Regions from separate parts of the Mus musculus genome. Here region 1 is linked to region 2. The links are chromatin contacts, called in public HiChIP or PLAC-seq maps. All regions are on one chromosome and are shown on one strand. The core of a region is the stretch at or near the end of the contact, and the rest is flanking DNA. Distances in the headings are between cores, read along the strand shown.

Region 1 (4,413 bases), core at 1,248-3,747, 400 kb after region 2:
ATGTGGGGTAGCCCCAGACTGAGTTGTTAGTTTTGCATTCATTTTGTAGTCATATATTTTTCAAAATAGTAAAACAGGTTGGGATTGCCACAGAGGAGATGAGTTGCAAGATCCGAGCCAATTATTCTGCAAAACCCAAACACCTGGCTGCAACAAATGATGACTTTAATGTCTTTCTAACAAGGACTGGATCCTGACCAAGACAAGATGCTTAACTCATTCAGTGAGACTGCCCTGGTTTTATAAAGGATCAAAATCTTAGCATTAATAATAAAGGCTGTTAATAATTGTTTAAAAAAACACAGAAATGTTAATTGCAATTCAGGTCTAGAAAATACATGTATTGTTCTGAAAACCTTTCATGTGCACTTGTGCTGGGCCCCTACTCTCTTGGGCAAGATTAAGAAAACAAACAAACAAACAAACAAACAAAAACCAACCAGGGTCTCATGTAGCCCAGGCTCCCTTCTAACTTGCTATGTAGCTAAAGAAGACCTTGAATTTCACATCCCTTTGCTTCTCTTCCCAAGTGGAGGAATTATAGCCTCTACACCTGGCTTTATGCAGACTGGAGATACACCTGATGTCTTCAGTCATGCTAGGCTGGCAATCTGCCCACTGAGCTACATTCCCATGGCCCCCTGTTGCTTTTTAAAGAGCAAGCTCCAGGCCTTTTACAGTTCTACAGCTAGAAGAAGCTGCCAGTGGAGCACAGTACCAACCTTTGTCTCTAGACAGTTTAGGCCAAAGCTGAATTGGCCGTGCAGGCTGCAAAAGCTCTGTCCCCAACTTTAGGGCCAGAAGACTTCAACTCAGATATGACAGGAGGAAGGAGAGCAGAGAAAATAAGGCCAGGAGTTGTGCCGAGTCTTACCGATGAGCTGAACATGCACACCTTGCCATGCACAGTGAACTGAAATCCAGAATCCACAGCCTAACTCCACAGTAAGACCTCCATGGGGTCAACGGTGGCTCAGGTCACTGAACTATGAATTTTCAGAGTCGAAGAGTGGCCTTAACACTCTCATTTTTATTAGTGAACAATCACTTACTGTATTTCTGTTAAGTGTCAGGTCTTGAGATAGATGCTTCCCATGAATATTTTCTTATGAGAATCCACACACCTTTTGTAAAATTAGCCCTACTTGGTGAATAGGGCAGATGAGGCAGGGCCTCGAGTAACGTAGGCTGGTCTCAAATACGTAGTCATGGGTGGTCCTGAATTCCCTGTCCTTCTACCTCTATCTCCTAAATGCAGGTACATCCAGCTATTAGCCTTGTTTTGATCAGGAAAGTGGCATCCAAAGGTCACTGTTAGGAAATGACCAGAGTGGGATTTAAACTCACAGCCTCACCCTCATCACGGCCATGGAGTATGGGGAACCAAGGTCTGAGAAAGGCGTTGTGAGCTGGGTCTTGGGGATTCTGGTCAAGCACTGCCTTTTACTACACACCAGAGTGACAGTTGCTTGGTTAGCAGAAATGAGAGGAAAAAGAAAAGGAAGCAGCTGTCCAAATGTCTCTTCCTGGACCCTGGAGCTGTGAGTCCTCAGCTTTGCTGACCAAGAAAGAATCATGATCACCGGCGTGAGGGTGCAGCAGGCACCACACCAGCCACTCTCTGCCCAGCAATCTCCTGTTAGTAGCAGGTACGACCCCTCGCAGAGCAGCCTTGCCCTCCTCCCACACTCCTCCGTGTCTTCCCTTGCCACCACTTTAATATCAATGTTGCCTACTTGCCCTCCTGACCCAACTCGCCCTACCCGAAGCTCCTGAGTGCTCAATCGTATCTGCTCAGACTACAGGCCTCAACTAAAAAGCACTGTGTGAACTCCACTTCTGCATCCAAGTTGTATCCCCAAGAGCAGCGACCTGTCAGACTCAACCAACCACCCTTTGACAGAAGCAACACCAGGAGGCAACTTGGACAGCCCTCATAAAGGAAGGGAACCTCCTCGTCCCCGACCAACACTCCCCTATCTAATCTCCTAGTCTCTCAGTTCAGACCCAAGTCTGACCCCAATTTCAACTCCTAATCCACAGACCTCAGCAAACTTCAATTACATCACGCACCCCAACCCTTCCACCTGAAGGGTGGAGGCACACCGGCACGATCCTTCCCGATCCCTCTCCCCAAAAACTCAAGTTCAAGGACGAGGTCTCTCGGATTCTCCCCTTCCTTACACTGACACACCCCCAGACCACAGCGTACACAGTGACCCAGCACCGGTGACCACCCCTGGCTCCCCAAAGCCTGCACGCCGGCCCCCAGCGGCACACCTGGCCCAGTCATGCAGGCACCCGCCCGCTCCCGCTCCGCTGCACCTGCGCGGGCGCCCGTCAAAGCCGATCGCGCACCCGCCGCTCCAACAAGCCGCCCCTCGCTTCTCACCCGCGTAGCGCAGCCGTCCCGCGCCGCCCGCGGCCTGGGGCACCGCCGCCCGCTCCGGCCGCGGCTCCTGGGCTGCCGGCCCCGCCGCAGCCGCTTCCCGTCACGTGGGCCGCCGCCCGGCGCCGGCGGAGGGCGGGCGCTCGCCGGTGCCCAGGCCGCCGCGCGCCGCTGGGAGGCTCCGCGTCAGGGCCCGGGGGTCGGGAAGGCGGGCGAGCGCGCGCTGGCGAGTGCGCAGGCGGCGCAGACCGGGACCGCAGCCCTCGGGAGGGGAGCGTCTCCGCCGCCCGCCTGGGAAGCGCGAAGGAAGCGCCGCCTTGTCTTCTCGACCGTCCACTCCATGTTGGCTACTGCACAGCTGCGTTGGTCAGGTGGAAGCTCGGAGAAACGCCTCCCGGACCGACCAGTAGACGGACTCACAGCCGGGCCCCGACTTGCGGGCAGGGGATGCTTGCTGGACTTCAGTGTGCCAAAGGGGGTCGGGGGAACGGCCCTCCGGTTCCTAGGCCTACTGCTAGTCCTGGCAGAAGGAAAGCTAGTCCCGGAGGGGAGGTGCATATGTGCAGGCTATCCCTTCTGCGCTGGGAGTCCCAGGGCAGTTCCACTCACTTCTTTGAGGGCAGTCCATCAATGGCCACTCCCTTGTGTCAAGCCATAAAGAAGAATCCTAGAATCCTCCTTCCTTATAGAATCAAAACTCAAGTTTCCCGATGAAGAGTTAGGAAGCTCTTCCAGAGTCATCAGTGCTGCCAGTGCACAAAAAAGGCCAGGTTTCTTCAGTTATTCCCTTTGACTTGAGAAACTGCTAAAGAGGTGGCTTTAGGGTACCCTACCATCCCGGCCGCTGACCCTGTCCCCAGAGGTTGGATAAGAGATACTATTCTGTAGCTTTGTTTCAAAGGAGGAAGGCGTGTAGGGGTAGGGACCTAGAAAAGCCAGCTATGAAGGGGACCTCTTCTGATTATAGAACCCAAGTTCAGTTCTGTTTTCTACCTTGTCGTATCCTTACCAGGTACACACCTCAATTCCCGAATTTTACTGAGGCAAAAAGACGTAAATGACTTATCCTGAATCTTACACTAGTAAGTGTCAGAGCAAGAACTCGAAATGTGTTTGTAACATAAAATTAAGTCCTAATGATTAAATAGTTTATGGGACAACTTTTACATTCCACTCTAGATGATCCAGGAGTGGAGATAAATACTATCAAAAACGAGGTAAATCAAAAACAATTATTTTCTTTATAACGGGGCTTACCACAGAATTTTTAAAATAGCAAGCTCTATTGTTGAAATATCTGTTCTTGGGACATATTGATTCATCTACATCACAAATAACAGCCCCCTTTAGGTCATGCCTAGACTGTGAAACATGCTTGGGTATCTTCATAAGCTAACTAAATTCTTCACATTGTTTCTGTTGGATCCATTTAAAAACAAATATAGTGTCATGCTTTCCAAATGAATTTTTGAAAAGTTTTACTTTTATTGCATATGTGTGAGTGGTTTTTCTTCCTACGTGTATGTGTGTGCACCGTGTGCGTACAGGAGCACACAGGTCAGAAGAAGGCATCAGATCTGCAACTGGAGTGACAGATGGCTGGGAGCCAGGTGAGTGTTGAGAACCAAACTCAAGTCCTCTGCTGAGTCATCTCTATCTCCTCAAATGAATTTTAACCCATTTATTAATATCTGTTAAATAACTCCTGGGCCTGTATCAGACACTATAAGAATATCTTATAGGATGTGAAAAGATCTATTCTGATAGAAAACTAAAGAAAATGAAGTATTTCATAAATACAACTGTGTGCTTCAACAGTTGCCAAACACGTCCAAAACTTCCTCTGTCTTGTGTTATGTACCCCATTTCTATCAAGCTCACTGTTCAGCACACAGAAAGCCCTCAACCAGTTAAAAAAGTTGGGTGATTTAATGCACTAAAGTATCTTTATGTGACACTGAACAGTGATGCTGGGGTAGAGGGTGGGGGCCACTTCATGCTGAGGATGCCCTTTGTCATGCTAA
Region 2 (4,141 bases), core at 860-3,359:
GCAAAATCGGCAGGAAAGGAAAACACGGGGTGCTGGCACCGACTATTCAAACGTCTGCACCTGGAGATCTCAGATTTATTCAATGAAATCTGTGTTCCATCTTTTATATATACATATACGCATATATAAATATAAAAAGGAACCTTTTGGAATGGAGGGGGGAATCCGTTCTGTTTTGGGGCTTTGGTTACTGCTGCCTTTTAGATCTGTTTCTACGATGGTATCTTTTCACCCCGGCAAGCAGGAGCTGGACCCGATCCTACATAAATGCCCCGCGTCTACGGTTAATCTCGAGATCACGCAGAGGCTGCGAGGCTGCTGCTGAGCTGGAGAGCTCCCTCTGTAACTGAGTTCACAGAAGTGAGCCCTCTAGAGAAATTATGCATCGGGGAGAAGGCAGGCCAGTTCTTTATATTCGGAGCACACCGACCGCCGGGTTACGTTCTCGGCTGCTGCTTGGACTAGAAACTGCAGATTGCGGTCCGGTGCCCTGCAGCTGAGGGTGCGGGGTGCAAGCACACGCACACTCATTAAGAGTCGTGTATTTATTGAATGTCCGAATTGGGTTAGTTCATTGGAAATCCCCAAGGAGGATTTAATTTGTCCTTGTTTTCGTTGCCACTTTCTCTTTTTTCTTGGTTCGCTGAGGTTCCTCTGTGCGGCGTTTCCGCTTGGCCGCGTCGTCCCCCCCCCCCCCAACACACACACACCACACCACCCCCTCTTCTCCCGCCTACCGGGCGCACTCCTCCTCCCGGGCCCCTTAACTCTTTCAGCTGGGTTGCGGCTGAGAAAGCACTTGTCGACAGCGGTCACAGCCACCTCGCAAAACCTGAGACCCAAAGAAAGAGGAAAATAAAGCGTCCCCATGCCCAAGAATAGCAAGCGAGTGAAAACCCCACCAATGAACACACTCACACGCGCGCACACACGCACGCACACACACACACACACACACACACACACACACGAGTCAGCGGTAAAGGGGACCGGGGTGGGGGGCGGGTGAGCAGCTAGCAGCCCTAGGCCCTCTAGGCGAGCTGAGGCAGACACTGCATTCTAAAGGCATTGGGATCGAATACACTTACGATGAATCTAGGGGGACGGTCGGGCTGATTGCCTTTCAAATACCTCGCGTGGCTTCGTTGACCGGCACCCTCCAAACTCACAAGGGCACGCACGATACTTGCAAGAATCCCAGAGGAGGGTGGGTGGGAGGGAGGAAAGGAGGGAGGGGGGGTTGGAGAGCGAGCAGCCGCAGCAAGCGGTCGGACTCGCACGCGCGGGCCCCGCGCTGGTACAGGGCTGCAGGTTTCCCAGATGATGGCATCCGAGAACTTAAACAAAGAGGGTCGCCGCCGGCGCGCCGCGGCTGCACAAAGTTGCAGTGGCGGATTTCCAAGAAGCTTGGCCACAGGAGCTCTGCGCGAGGCAAGCCTTCCTTTCCCACCTCCTGCAGGACAGAGATGGGGGCCCGCGCGTGAAGGGAAGAGGAAACTTTGAAACCAGTGGGGACACATCTGTCTATAGGTATTAGCTTGAACGTACATCCGCGGCGCGCGCTTTACAAATCTCTCGCGTGGGGTGGGGGTGCGACACAACGCAGTCTAGGTAGAATGGGTAGACTGCTATTTTTCAAGATTTTTTTCCCCTCTTCATTTTCCTCCTGGTCCCCCTTCTACCCGCCCCCTCCTTTTCTCTTCCATTTCTCTCCCAACCCCCCCAGACCAATCGCGAACACAGGGAGCCGCCAAGGGAACGCAGACGTTTGGGCTGGACACTAAGAGTTAAGATGTGGCGGAGGGGTGGAGCGAGGGGGGGGGACGACGAAGGGGGCGGAGGGGGAGGGGCGTGGAGGGGAAAGTGGCGCGGAGGAGGGAGGATGGGGCGGGGGGGGGGGGACAACAGATTTCCAGCTTCTACGACGCTCTGCCTAAATTAAAAAGCAACCAATCGGAACGGCCGGAAGGGGGGCCAGGCGTCCTAAGCCAGTCATTCCAGGCTTGCCAATCACCCAGCGGGTAGCCAATCAGCAGGGGCCCTGGTGCTCGACTTCCTTGTATTTGGGAAAGTGTGGTGGTGGGTGCGCGCTTGCGGCGGAGGGTAAACATTCGACAGTCCCTGCTCTGAGAGGGAGGGACGGAGAGCGAACTGTCAGATCCTAGCGGGAGCGGGCGCTCGAGAGAAGGAGAGAGGGAGAGAGAGAGTGAGAGAGAGAGGGAAAGTGAGACAGAGAGAAAGAGAGAGAATCCGGGCGCAGAGCTAGCTCCGGCTGCAACTCTGCCCCGGCACGCCTGCTCCCGCGCCCGCCGTCGGGTACTCTAGGAGCGGTACAACGTGCCCACAGGAGTTGGTTGTGTATCAAGGATTCCCTGTATGCACACACACATCTCCACCTCCACCAATGCACTCTTCTTCCTCCTCCTTCTCCAGACAACTGCCGGGGAAAAAATAAAACATCAACCCCAACCTTCAGCAACAAGGTAACAGAACAATTCGACATTTTTTTTTCCTGTTCAATTTTTGCCTTGTTATATTTGTTTCCTAATTTCTACCCAAAAGGAAAGATGTCGCACCAGACTGTGAGTGTCGCGAGGAACATGAAAAGGGACTCTTGTTTCAGAGACGTCCAAGAGCTCCGGCAATAACAACTTCAGAGAAATGCACCATCGCAAGAAGTTTTCCTAGGACAAAACAAAACTTGAAAGAAGCGAACCAGGGGGGCAGAACAGGAGCCAGCCGCCCCACTCCGCAGACGCGAGCCGCCAGCATCACCACGCCTGTAAGGACCGGAAAAGTTTTACTATAGTAAGGGGAAACAGTAAGATGTGTTGCTGAAGATCAGGGAAGACAGCGGACCAACTAGGAGCGGCCAGATTGCTGGCCACCCACAATTTGGCCAAGGAAGAAAGGAACCGCTTCGTCCTTTGTTGTCTCCCGTGAAACCTTCGCTTAGCAGGTGGACAGAGCCCTGTGCCGGGCCAGAGTCCGCACTCGTCCGAGGACAGGAGGAGCCGCGGAGCCCTTGCTCCCCGAGAGAGCGCCCGAAGTACGGGTCCCCGCCCCAGTGGGCGAGCCTCGCTGGAGCCAGCCGATCGCTCCCGGCCAGGGGGGAGACCACGACCCCCCCTGAAGGGGCTGGCCACGGAGCTCGCCCGGAGAAGCGATCCCCCCTCCCCAGGGCGCTGCTCCTGCTGCAGCGGCGGCTGCTGCTGACCGAGGCTAGCCGGCGACCCCCGCGCCCTGCCAAGCGGCCTTGCAGCTGCAGCCCCGGGCCGCGGCGGCGGCGGCGGGGGCGGAGGCGGCGGAGGAGGAGGCGGCGGAGAAGGCGGCGGGGCCGGCGGGGACCCGGGGCGGGGGAGGAGGAGCGGGGGGGGAGGAGGCGGGAGGCGGGGGGGGCGCGGCGGCGGCGGCGGCGGCTGCGGCCGCGGCTGCTGCTGCGGCGGCGGCGGTGGTGGCGGCGGTGGGGTGGCGGGAGCGGAGCGGCATGGCCACGGCGGCTTCTAACCCCTACCTGCCGGGGAACAGCCTGCTCACGGCCGGCTCCATTGTGCACTCGGACGCGGCCGGGGCGGGCGGCGGCGGAGGGGGCGGCGGCGGCGGCGGCGGCGGGGCGGGGGGCGGCGGCGGCGGCATGCAGCCGGGAAGCGCCGCCGTGACCTCGGGCGCCTACCGGGGGGACCCGTCCTCGGTCAAGATGGTCCAGAGCGACTTCATGCAGGGGGCCATGGCCGCCAGCAACGGCGGCCATATGCTGAGCCACGCGCACCAGTGGGTCACCGCCCTGCCCCACGCTGCCGCCGCTGCCGCCGCTGCTGCCGCCGCTGCCGTGGAAGCCAGCTCACCGTGGTCGGGCAGTGCGGTGGGCATGGCCGGCAGCCCCCAGCAGCCGCCACAGCCGCCGCCGCCGCCGCCTCAGGGCCCCGACGTGAAGGGAGGCGCTGGACGCGAAGACCTGCACGCCGGTACCGCGCTGCATCACCGCGGACCGCCGCACCTCGGGCCCCCGCCGCCGCCCCCTCACCAAGGACACCCTGGGGGCTGGGGGGCCGCAGCCGCCGCCGCCGCTGCCGCCGCAGCCGCCGCCGCTGCCGCTCACCTCCCGTCCATGGCGGGTGGCCAGCAGCCGCCGCCGCAGAGT

What was found. HiChIP or PLAC-seq counts read pairs in DNA pulled down with a chosen protein or histone mark.
Region 1: a contact with region 2 is called in an H3K4me3 HiChIP or PLAC-seq map of embryonic stem cells, with 14 read pairs. The contact joins the promoter of Tgfbrap1 here to the promoter of Pou3f3 in region 2. A contact is called at or near these places in 1 of 39 promoter capture datasets (pre-B cells), 4 of 484 Hi-C or Micro-C datasets (LSK cells, embryonic stem cells and pro-B cells), 6 of 115 datasets of contacts at active chromatin or transcription factors (bone marrow-derived macrophages, embryonic stem cells, large pre-B cells and 1 more) and 1 of 9 other capture datasets (embryonic stem cells).

Annotation. Positions count from the first base shown.
Region 1 is chr1:43,089,989-43,094,401 of GRCm38.p6, forward strand. It overlaps Tgfbrap1 (transforming growth factor, beta receptor associated protein 1), which reads right to left and starts at 2,498. Exons shown (of 12, transcript NM_001357299.1): 1 at 2,393-2,498. 8430432A02Rik (a long non-coding RNA gene) reads left to right here and starts at 2,292. Exons shown (of 2, transcript XR_003947575.1): 1 at 2,292-2,297; 2 at 2,375-3,854.
Region 2 is chr1:42,693,659-42,697,799 of GRCm38.p6, forward strand. It overlaps Pou3f3 (POU domain, class 3, transcription factor 3), which reads left to right and starts at 2,110. Exons shown (of 1, transcript NM_008900.3): 1 at 2,110-4,141. The coding sequence starts at 3,488. It overlaps Pantr1 (POU domain, class 3, transcription factor 3 adjacent noncoding transcript 1), which reads right to left and starts at 1,167. Exons shown (of 4, transcript NR_027826.2): 1 at 1,089-1,167. The region is part of intron 1 of Gm46091 (predicted gene, 46091); the gene reads left to right.